3 separate regions of the Mus musculus genome follow, and regions 2 and 3 are each linked to region 1. The links are chromatin contacts, called in public Hi-C maps. All regions are on one chromosome and are shown on one strand. The core of a region is the stretch at or near the end of the contact, and the rest is flanking DNA. Distances in the headings are between cores, read along the strand shown. Region 1 holds the start of Hao1 (hydroxyacid oxidase 1, liver). Region 2 overlaps Plcb1 (phospholipase C, beta 1). Region 3 overlaps Plcb1 (phospholipase C, beta 1).

Region 1 (3,065 bases), core at 331-2,830:
GGAAGCATGGCAGCATCCAGGCAGACATGGTGCAGGAGAAGCTGAGAGTTCTACATCTTCATCCAAAGGCTGCTAGTGGAAGACTGACTTCCAGGCAGTGAGGATTTTAAGCCCACACCTACAGTGACACACCTGCTCCAACCAGGTCACATCTATTCCAACAAGGCCATACCTCCAAGTGGTGCCACTCCCTGGCCCAAGAATATACAAACCAGCACATTTTCCATGGGACTTTTAGACTATCTCTGGGAAAAAAAAAATGCAATATTTAGTCAATGTGGTTGTCATGAATTAGCAAAGTTTGTTTTTAAACTCCAACCACTTTTATTCCTAGCCACCAAGAGATTACTAAAATAATGTGAGGGCTATGCATTTCACAGTTTACTTTTTAAGACATCATTCTAAATCCACCAGTGACCTGCAACAGGAATGAAGGAGAATGGAAGGTTGGTTGGTTAGTTGGTTTTCATTTCATGTCTCTTCCTTTATTTCCTTTCTTGCCCAAACCCTAGCTCTCAAACAGTATTGTGAGCCACAGTCACAGGCATGGCTTCGTACAGCCCAGCTGCCTGTACCAAGTGTCTCATCATCGGCTGAGCAGGAAGATGCAGATGCTTATCTGGCATCTGGTTCTAGAGGATGCTCAGCTCTTGGTTCAGAATCATACTTTGAAAACTCTCTGGCTTCTACTTCCCTTCTTTGGTATCACTGAGATTTGACCTGCTTAAAGTTTATTAAACAGTACTAAACCACTCACCATCCTGATTATGTAAGATGCAAGGTACAAACAATAATTTCTAGCAGTTGTTGCAAGGGGCAGGCTGCATAAAGAAAAGGTTGTTTAATTTGCAAATTTTGAATCTGTTCTGAGCAGCAACCCAGACTTTGATCGACTTTCTTAACAATCCTGTTAATTGTCAAACTGGGGGTGCTAAGACTCCTTTGATCAACTTTCATAACAAGCCTGTTACCTGCCAGGCAGGGATGCTTGCGCCTCAAAGCAACGCAGTTGGTACATTCTCATAGTAACTTTAAATTGAGCAATTTAAAGTTTTGTTCATGCCGTTTTTATTCTTTGGTGAAGGTTGTTGGAGATTGACACTTGCAATTGCAGTTTTCATATGTTACTTACTTGATGCCTGAACCATTGGGGAATATTGCAATATATCTATGTATTCATCCAAACAGTAAATCATTGATAAGCCAAACAAATCGCCTTTGATGAAATCAAAATTCTTTTCCCAAAACAGTTTCAAGCTTATATTCATTACTGGTTTTATTTCCATTTTTTTCTCAGACTATTACTATGGACCCATTCTTTTAATTCATCCCCTGCTTTGTCAGTGTGACCAACCCTACCCGTTTCTGCTACCTCCTCAGCTCGACTCTACGTGCTTTCCACCACTGGGTGGCTAGCCTGTAAATGAAATGTCAAAGTCTAGGCATACAATGTTTGCTCATTTGATGTAAGCAAGAGAGAATTAAATATGAACTTTGGCAAAAGTCTATTAATAATTGACAAATAACGGAATTGTCTGGGGATAAAAAGCAATTCATGAAAACCCTCCAGAGTATCTGAGGTTGCCCTACCCTGCCACAATGTTGCCTCGACTGGTCTGCATCAGTGATTATGAACAGCATGTCCGATCAGTGCTTCAGAAGTCAGTGTATGACTATTACAGGTCTGGGGCAAATGATCAGGAGACGTTAGCTGATAACATCCAAGCATTTTCTAGGTAAGAAACTTTGCTATTTAAACTTGTGTTGTTATATCACACAAAGACATTGCATGAGAATGAAATGTAGTTTTATGTGACGGTATAAAAATGATTGCCTGGATTTGTGCTTCATAAGTAGAACATTTCCCAAATGTGACAAATCTGGATATCTTGAAGATTGATGGATTGGTGGCAAAAGCGAGCAGTATCTTTTCTTGAACTGTGCCAGTAATTAATTTAACTATACATACAGATTGTTATAATTGCTGATGGTGTTATTTGCTTTGTATTAGAGTGTTACAGAGAATACTTGTGTTGATGGACTAGGACAGCTTTAAATGGAACTGCCACCCTATCCAGTTGAACCCGATACAATTATTGCTTCCCATGTTCCCATCCTGTTGGCTTTCTCCATTGACATTCACTTTGATATTAGGTTGCCTACACTTTTGCTTCAGATTGCAGTAAGTCTGTGTAGCATCTGCCTTTTACCCTTGCTGCCTCATGCCTCCTGAAAAGTGCTTCTTCTCTCTTCTCACATTATTTCCCCCAGGCTTTCATGTTTCAGACACGAGACAGTAGGTGCTTGCTTTCTTTTTTCTCTTTTCTTTTTCTTTCTTTCTTTTTTTTGTGGTAAAAACAGAAAATAAGATAACTTTAAACGGGTATGTTTTCTTTCTTTCTCTCTCTCTTTCTTTCTTTCTTTCTTTCTTTCTTTCTTTCTTTCTTTCTTTCTTTCTTTCTTTCTTCCTTCTTCTTTTTTGTCTTAGCCAACTATCTGAGGGGGCTTTCCCATATCTCACTCTTTCCACGCCATTCCTCTTCCATTGTAGTCATGAGTGATGGCAGTGGGCAACGGGGTTCTCCATTTGTGATCACTTATTAAACGGAAATGGACGGAAAATATCCAAGGGTAGAAAATCTGCCTTCTTTCCTATTTCTTCTTTGATCTGGAGAAAAAACACTCAGAATTGCCTTTATTTTTCTGATTAGGAGAAATTAAATCATTGTAATCAAGGCAGTCTCTTGTTGGCAGCAGCCATGTTACACACAGGTTGGTAGCAGAGCATGGGTGGGAATAGTGTGGAGAGCAGGATGTCTTCCCAACCTCTGAAGTCCTTGATCAGGCTTTTTCTGAATCCTTCCTGAACACACAAATGCTGGGGAAGTTGTAGATGGGTAATTGGTTAATAATGCAGGAGCTTAGAGTTCTGAACTTTATCAATTATTATTATTATTATTATTATTATTATTATTATTATTATTGACTTCTTCAACATTTCCTACTCTTGTAAATGTTCCTTCTTGGGGTTATGCCACTGTGTCCCCCAGATAAATAGATTTCCT
Region 2 (3,065 bases), core at 260-2,759, 380 kb before region 1:
AGGAAAAGGGGGAGGGAGGCTAAAGAGGAGAGGGGGAAGGGAAGTGAAAAAACGAGAAAAAGAAGTGAGATTATAATACAGTCACTGAAAATGTACCTGCCACCCTCTTAGGAGCTCTGAGCTGACATGGTTCTTCCTAAAGAAGGTTGAGCCCCAAGTCAATACTCATTATGTCAATTTCTACAGCGGAGTATCCAATATGAGTTAGTGTTCCAATACCTAGCACCTTACAAAACCAACTAACTTAATAAGGGCATTGAAAAAAGAACACAAACCCCAAATGTCTTGTTTTTTTTTTAAATATATTTTTCCATTTGAGACAATTGAGTAATAAAACTTTGGCCCAAATGTCCATAAAACGCTAATCCACAGCTCAAGTGCCTTGTAGAATTAGCAGTATTGAAACGTAAGTCTTTGCAGGAGAGTGTTAGTTCTGCCAGATATCAACAAAGTGTACAAGTTCTTACTCAAGGCAGGTGAAACTGCCAAGATTATAATTGCTTGAAACTGTAAGTAGGCAAAGAAATTAATGTTGCTGAATAGCGTTCCCCGAGAGCTGGCAAATTTACTCGAGACTGGATATCATCTGGAAAGCAGGAGAAAAAACTCCATGCAATATGGTTAGCTTTTCCTGAAACCCCTGAGTGGTCATGGCTAACATGGTAAATATTTAATTCCATCACTTGCAGTTAGCCTTTGCCCTCAGTGTTTCACTTTAACAGCTCAGAGAGTTTAGGCAAACATTCAGACTCCCTTTGCCTGCCTGGTGTTCTTGCAGGCTTAGCAGGCTGCCTTGGTCCAGAATCAGAGGAAACAGGGTAAGCAAGACTTGGAGACAAGAAATTTAATGGGAGTGGAAAAGGACAAAATAAGAGCTGAACATGACCTTCAAGGATAAGAAGGATTCCACACACCCCTTTTTGTTATATGAGAGACTACAGTCTGAAACAGAAAAGGGGGAGCTTATATCTAATGACTCTGGGAAGAGGGAGATATTTCTTTCTCTTTGAAGAAGAAATCCAGTGCCCTGACAAATGTTCTTAGCCTGTCAATAACCCGAGTTTGCCTGATAGACCTTCTGGTTTCCAGGATAATTTTCTCCAGTTGAATGTCATGATCAGCAAGGTACGGTGACTCTTTAGTATTTAGGCGAAACGAGTTCTGAGAGTTTCTCATTAGGCTGGGACACAAGAGACCTGCAGGAGCATTGGAAGCAGTGAAGCAACAGTTACACTGGCCATCCGGAAGAGCATCCCGGAGCCCAGCACATGATATGAGCCATCCATCCCTGAGCTAGTTGGTACATCTTGGGACAGCTGCTATATAGCACATTTTTCAAAGACATAAACGGCACTGGTCTCTGCTGTTGCATTTTCTGATCCGAAAAAAATGTGTTGCATTCTGCTTTAAAGAAAAGTCATGCTGGAGTAGAGGTTAAGCACCCTCTCAAACACTTCAAAATTCTACAAAGAGCAAGGGTCACCTCCAAATCACTGTACCTTGTCCACAGAAGGCACCAACTAAGCAGCGAACTGGCACTGTGGGTATAGATCAGGGACTCACGTTCCTCCTGAGGGCACAATCCAATCCCTCATTTGTAATTATGTGTTTCTGCCAAGAATACAATATAGATTAATCACAGACTTAGGGCATCAACTAGATCATCAGCTAGTGGCCTTAGAATTTGACTGTCTTCAGCTCCCTAGCCAAGTATAAGTGGCAACTGAGAAAAACCTAGGTCCTGCTAAGAGCAAACAGTGACTCTAGAGTCATAGAAATATTTGCTTATTACCCGAGGTCCTTTCAAATCATCAAGCCAGCCAGCATCTGAGAAGTGACATGTGCATTTAATAGAGATTAAACCTAGCCTCACACTGAGAAACAAGATCTATCAACTGTCACTCAATCAAACACAGTTAAGTACGTCTCTCCTCTCATTTCTAAAAAGGAAGATAGATCACAGTGAAATTCAAATGGTACGCTTTCTAACTCAATCAAGCTCCCACTGATTGCAGAAAACTATAAATGAATGCAATGCTTTCTAGACCAGACATAGTCTCAGAGGGATCCTGAGGCTCGCAAATATGCACTGTAACAGAATAGATATACCCACTCAAATATCTAACATTGTAGATGAAACTGCTGTAAGACCAATAAAGGCCAATTCACTTTTATCTGTTTTCAGGGTTTTTTTTTTAATAATTGACTTCATAACAAAGTATTTTACTTTTACAAGTGTTGATGTGGTACAAATATAGATATTTTAGTATACATTTGTGAATTTTGATAGAAGCACTCACATTATGCACACCCTACTAACATGTGGGTTATCTGCATGACCTGGAGGGCCCCCATGTTCTTAGTCAATCTCGGGCCTGAAGCAACCAGGATTTCTTTAGATACTACAGATTAATTTTGTTTGTTTCCAAATTCATGCAAATATAAGATGTATAAGCTTACCTCCTCAGCATCATGTTTTAGAAGGACACCCAAGGCTGTAAATATCAGACTTCACTCTTTCATGTTGCTACATAGGATTCCTTGGGGGCAGATGTAGAATCACAAATTTTAAGCTTTGGTTCGGCTACTTGAAGCTGATTAAAATGCTAATATAATAATGTGCATCGTTTCTTTCAAAACAACATTATTTTAAATTTCAAATATAGTTTAAAAGAAGGAAGGAAGGTTGGAAGGAAGCAAGGAAGGAAGAAAGGAAGGAAGACAATATGCTACAGACCTACAATAAACATTTTATCTTTAGGGCCTTTTGCTGGCCTCAGAAGCCCAACAACCTGCCTTGATCTCTTAGACACAGCAGCCACAATACAACCTGAAGAATAATTCCCTGGGTGCTTTATTTCTGGCAAACTCCCTTAACTGGTTAGTGTGATAATCCCTTTCTTAGAAGAACACTTAGCACTGGAAATGTGTGAGGCAAACACAAAAATCCAAGTCCCAGTTTCATATGCAAATCAGCACCATGGAAACCAGGGCAACACTGCTGGGCTCAGGGCAACTGGTGGGGAACAGATGCACTATGAATCAAAAGCTGAAGAAAAGTGTTG
Region 3 (3,065 bases), core at 225-2,724, 290 kb before region 1:
ATCCTCATTCAGGTGCCTTTTGCTGTCATTCATGTGCCTTTTGCTCCGTGTAGCTGACAGAAGTGCACTACTCTACTATCTCCACAGGTAGATTAGGAGGGATGCACACCTAACCTCTGTCTCTGATCTAAGGAGACAGGCAATGCTGCATTTTTCCTCATGGAAGCCTTTATGTCAAAACACTTAGGAGCCCTGGATGACAGACAGCTCTTTTCGTAGCCCTCAATCTTCCCAGGAGGTGATGTTACTGGTCATGTGCCCTTAATGTTGTCTTTAGTCATTTCAACTCCCCCCATACAGCAGTGTACAGTTCCTTGTTTTGGTCTTATTAATTTTCTTTTAAGTTTGAAATTACATCAAAATAAAACATTACTCCCCAAAAGCCACAAATATATTCAGCTGGAAGCCCTGATGCATATACTCTTACCTCATTAATGTGTTTCATCCAAGGCCCTCCTACTATCTCCAGTCACATCTGTCAATTTGCTTTCCTTGCCAGAACACAACTACTACGACCTGGCTTAGTGTGCTAGGCACAGGGCACTGACAAATAACATTCTATCCAGCTTCCTCACTGGCCTGGGGCCACTCTCTTAGAAAAGGACATTAAATATTTGAAACCACCGAGTGACCTTCAGTGAACTGCACCTGTAATAAAAGCCAGTGCATTTAGAAAAATAGAGATCACCTCCAGGTCTTTAGTTACTTATTAAAGAGCTCCCAGTGCTGCTAAAGAGTTAATGCTCACCCTTAAATAGCCAGCTTTAAGCTGGTAAATAATCTGGGTGTTATGAATAAAACGCAATCAGAACCATTATGCACCTACAGGTTGCCTGTAGATGCCTCAGCCTCTAAACTCAGTAGCCAACCGACCTGAAGAACCAGGATTCAAAAAAAAAAAAAAAAACTGACTCCCCACCTCATTCTGCCATCATAAACACAAGATTACATGTGGGCATCAAGCTCACTAACCACAACGCATAACTTATCTCTGATGGCAAGGGGAAAGAATTTCAAGTTTCAAAACAGGAGTATTGGTATTTGGGAACAGTTAGGATTTTTCTCAAGTGTAGAACTGAACAGTTTCACATAATCAAGCAAAAATAACACTAATCTGTATACTTTTAACAGTGAGTGTAAAAAGAGATATCAAGAAAGTCCTTATCTGAGAATTTCATGAGGTTCATACACTGACCTGATTAATAATTAACAAGGCTTCCCGGAAAAGGCATGGGGATATGTACAACTAGTAAAAAAGGGGGGAGGGGTCTGCTGCTTCAAAAACACAGGGAAATGGAGTCACCTGCCATCTGATCTGAAGAACTCTGACTCTAGAAGTGTATACAGAATCTATAGGTCTTTGTTTCTGTGTCTTAATGTGTCTGTCGGTGAGAAAAGGGAACAAGCAGAGTGCTTGTTCACTACCAATTCGGGATACCCTAGCAACAAGCCAGCTGCTCTCAAGTCACAGCCTTGTGACCTAATAGAACATTAACAAATATTCTGTTAAAACTACCCTTCCTACTATTCTTCTCCTGGATACTTATGCAACTTGTTTTCTGAGCAAAGCATCCCCAAAGTGCTTGAGTTCCTCAGTGGCTCTGCATGTGACAAATAGCAAGGAAGAGGGAAGTTGTCGGCACTCAAGTTCTCCCAAGCTGAAAGAGATCTAGCTCTTAGATAAATCTTACTGGAAGTAATATAAGATGTGGGGGATGGAGAATCAATATATTGTCATAACCCTGCTTCTTAAGACTATATGGATGACAAATTATGGCAAACTTTACAATGTGATTGAAAAATCCATTCATCCACAAGGTCACTGGGCTTCCTATGAGAACATCAGACTGTGCCTGCCAGAACCTTTGTTGCAAAGTAGAAAGGGATTCATTTCCCTTGTGCAGCATCTCTGCTTCCAAAATGTCCGTTTTTTACATGTGCAAATGGAATATCTCCTAATAGGAATAAAATAAACATAGTACATATTTTAATAAAATGTATGAATTTCAGTACAGATTCACATAAACATGATGTTCACCCATACCTTTATAGTAAAATCATTACTAAAATACTAAACCAGCATGCCCCTCATTTCAAAGGACTTATTTCCCCTACAAGAGGAGATATAATTTACTCATTAAGCAAAAAATTAATAAAAAATTAATCAATCTGATCATTGTTGAATCTTAAACTACTTGGTTCAATAATCATTTCTTCTTTATGAAATTTTTTATCATGTTTCATTCCAATGTGCCTATAAGGCATAAGAAAACCACCACCATCATCAACCCAGCACACACTAGACAGTAGCCATATTTGTTTATAGTTTAGCTATTTACTTTAACTCTTTCTCTACCACTATACATACAGTAGGCACTGCTGGAGTCTGAAACTTGAATTATATATTCAAACTCTCATTCATAGTAGCTATGTGAAAGCCAGAAGTGGGAATACTGCCACCACCACACTCATTCTCTATTGCAGACACTGGTATTTATTTTAACAGGCATCAAAGCCAAGGACTATGGAGAAAAATCAATCATAAGAACTCTATGAAGTAAACGGTGTCTGGCCAGCCACTTCCATCACCAAAAGAGTGGACTGAGAACGTCTTGTGCCACTATAAAATATGTGATTAAAGAGAAAACTGTGAACCTAATTAGAATGGTCACTGATGAAATAGAAAGAGGGCAGAATTACAGATATACCCAAAGGATATGGTACCTGTTGAGGTATCCCGAGAGGAAGAAGACAATTCCAGAGGTTTAATATGGGGATGTCAAGGAAGATGACATGAGGAGCTAAGACGAAGATAAATTGTAGGATCAGGGCTGGGAGAAGAATGATATGCTCATGGTGAGGTACAGAGTCGGAAGCTCTATAAGGTTACAAAGCAAAGGGCTTCACAAGTAACAGGAAGATAAGGCTAGCATGGTAGATAAGAGATCAGAACTGCATACTAAAAGTGAGTGACTGCATATCACAGGGGTGGGTGAAGTCATGTGAGAACCAATACAAAGTGACAAGGTCCAGCATCCACTTTGCCATCCACTTCGCAAGGGAGC

What was found. A called contact is a pair of places that touch in the nucleus more often than the background predicts.
Region 2: a contact with region 1 is called in a Hi-C map of liver, with 1.8 times the contacts expected there. The contact joins the enhancer-like site here to the promoter of Hao1 in region 1. A contact is called at or near these places in 5 of 39 promoter capture datasets (the 3T3-L1 cell line, 3T3-L1-derived adipocytes, the HPC-7 cell line and 2 more), 2 of 484 Hi-C or Micro-C datasets (bone marrow-derived macrophages and liver) and 2 of 9 other capture datasets (adipose tissue and macrophages).
Region 3: a contact with region 1 is called in a Hi-C map of liver, with 3 times the contacts expected there. The contact joins the enhancer-like site here to the promoter of Hao1 in region 1. A contact is called at or near these places in 1 of 39 promoter capture datasets (macrophages), 3 of 484 Hi-C or Micro-C datasets (the G1E-ER4 cell line, cardiomyocytes and liver) and 1 of 9 other capture datasets (adipose tissue).

Annotation. Positions count from the first base shown.
Region 1 is chr2:134,552,867-134,555,931 of GRCm38.p6, reverse strand. Hao1 (hydroxyacid oxidase 1, liver) reads left to right here and starts at 1,580. Exons shown (of 8, transcript NM_010403.2): 1 at 1,580-1,736. The coding sequence starts at 1,600.
Region 2 is chr2:134,929,610-134,932,674 of GRCm38.p6, reverse strand. All of the region lies in intron 2 of Plcb1 (phospholipase C, beta 1), which reads right to left. Gm39941 (a long non-coding RNA gene) reads right to left here. Exons shown (of 2, transcript XR_866761.2): 1 at 2,461-3,065; 2 at 1-1,611. Among named protein-coding and RNA genes, the nearest start is that of Gm39941, 14 kb to the right of the region's middle. Within about 2 kb of position 1,509, at least 16 of the 459 cell types and tissues checked have an H3K27ac peak or open chromatin away from gene starts, as enhancers often do. A contact at or near this core is called in 3T3-L1-derived adipocytes and liver, where this site is marked.
Region 3 is chr2:134,843,015-134,846,079 of GRCm38.p6, reverse strand. All of the region lies in intron 2 of Plcb1 (phospholipase C, beta 1), which reads right to left. Among named protein-coding and RNA genes, the nearest start is that of Plcb1, 58 kb to the right of the region's middle. Within about 2 kb of position 1,474, at least 16 of the 459 cell types and tissues checked have an H3K27ac peak or open chromatin away from gene starts, as enhancers often do. A contact at or near this core is called in the G1E-ER4 cell line and liver, where this site is marked.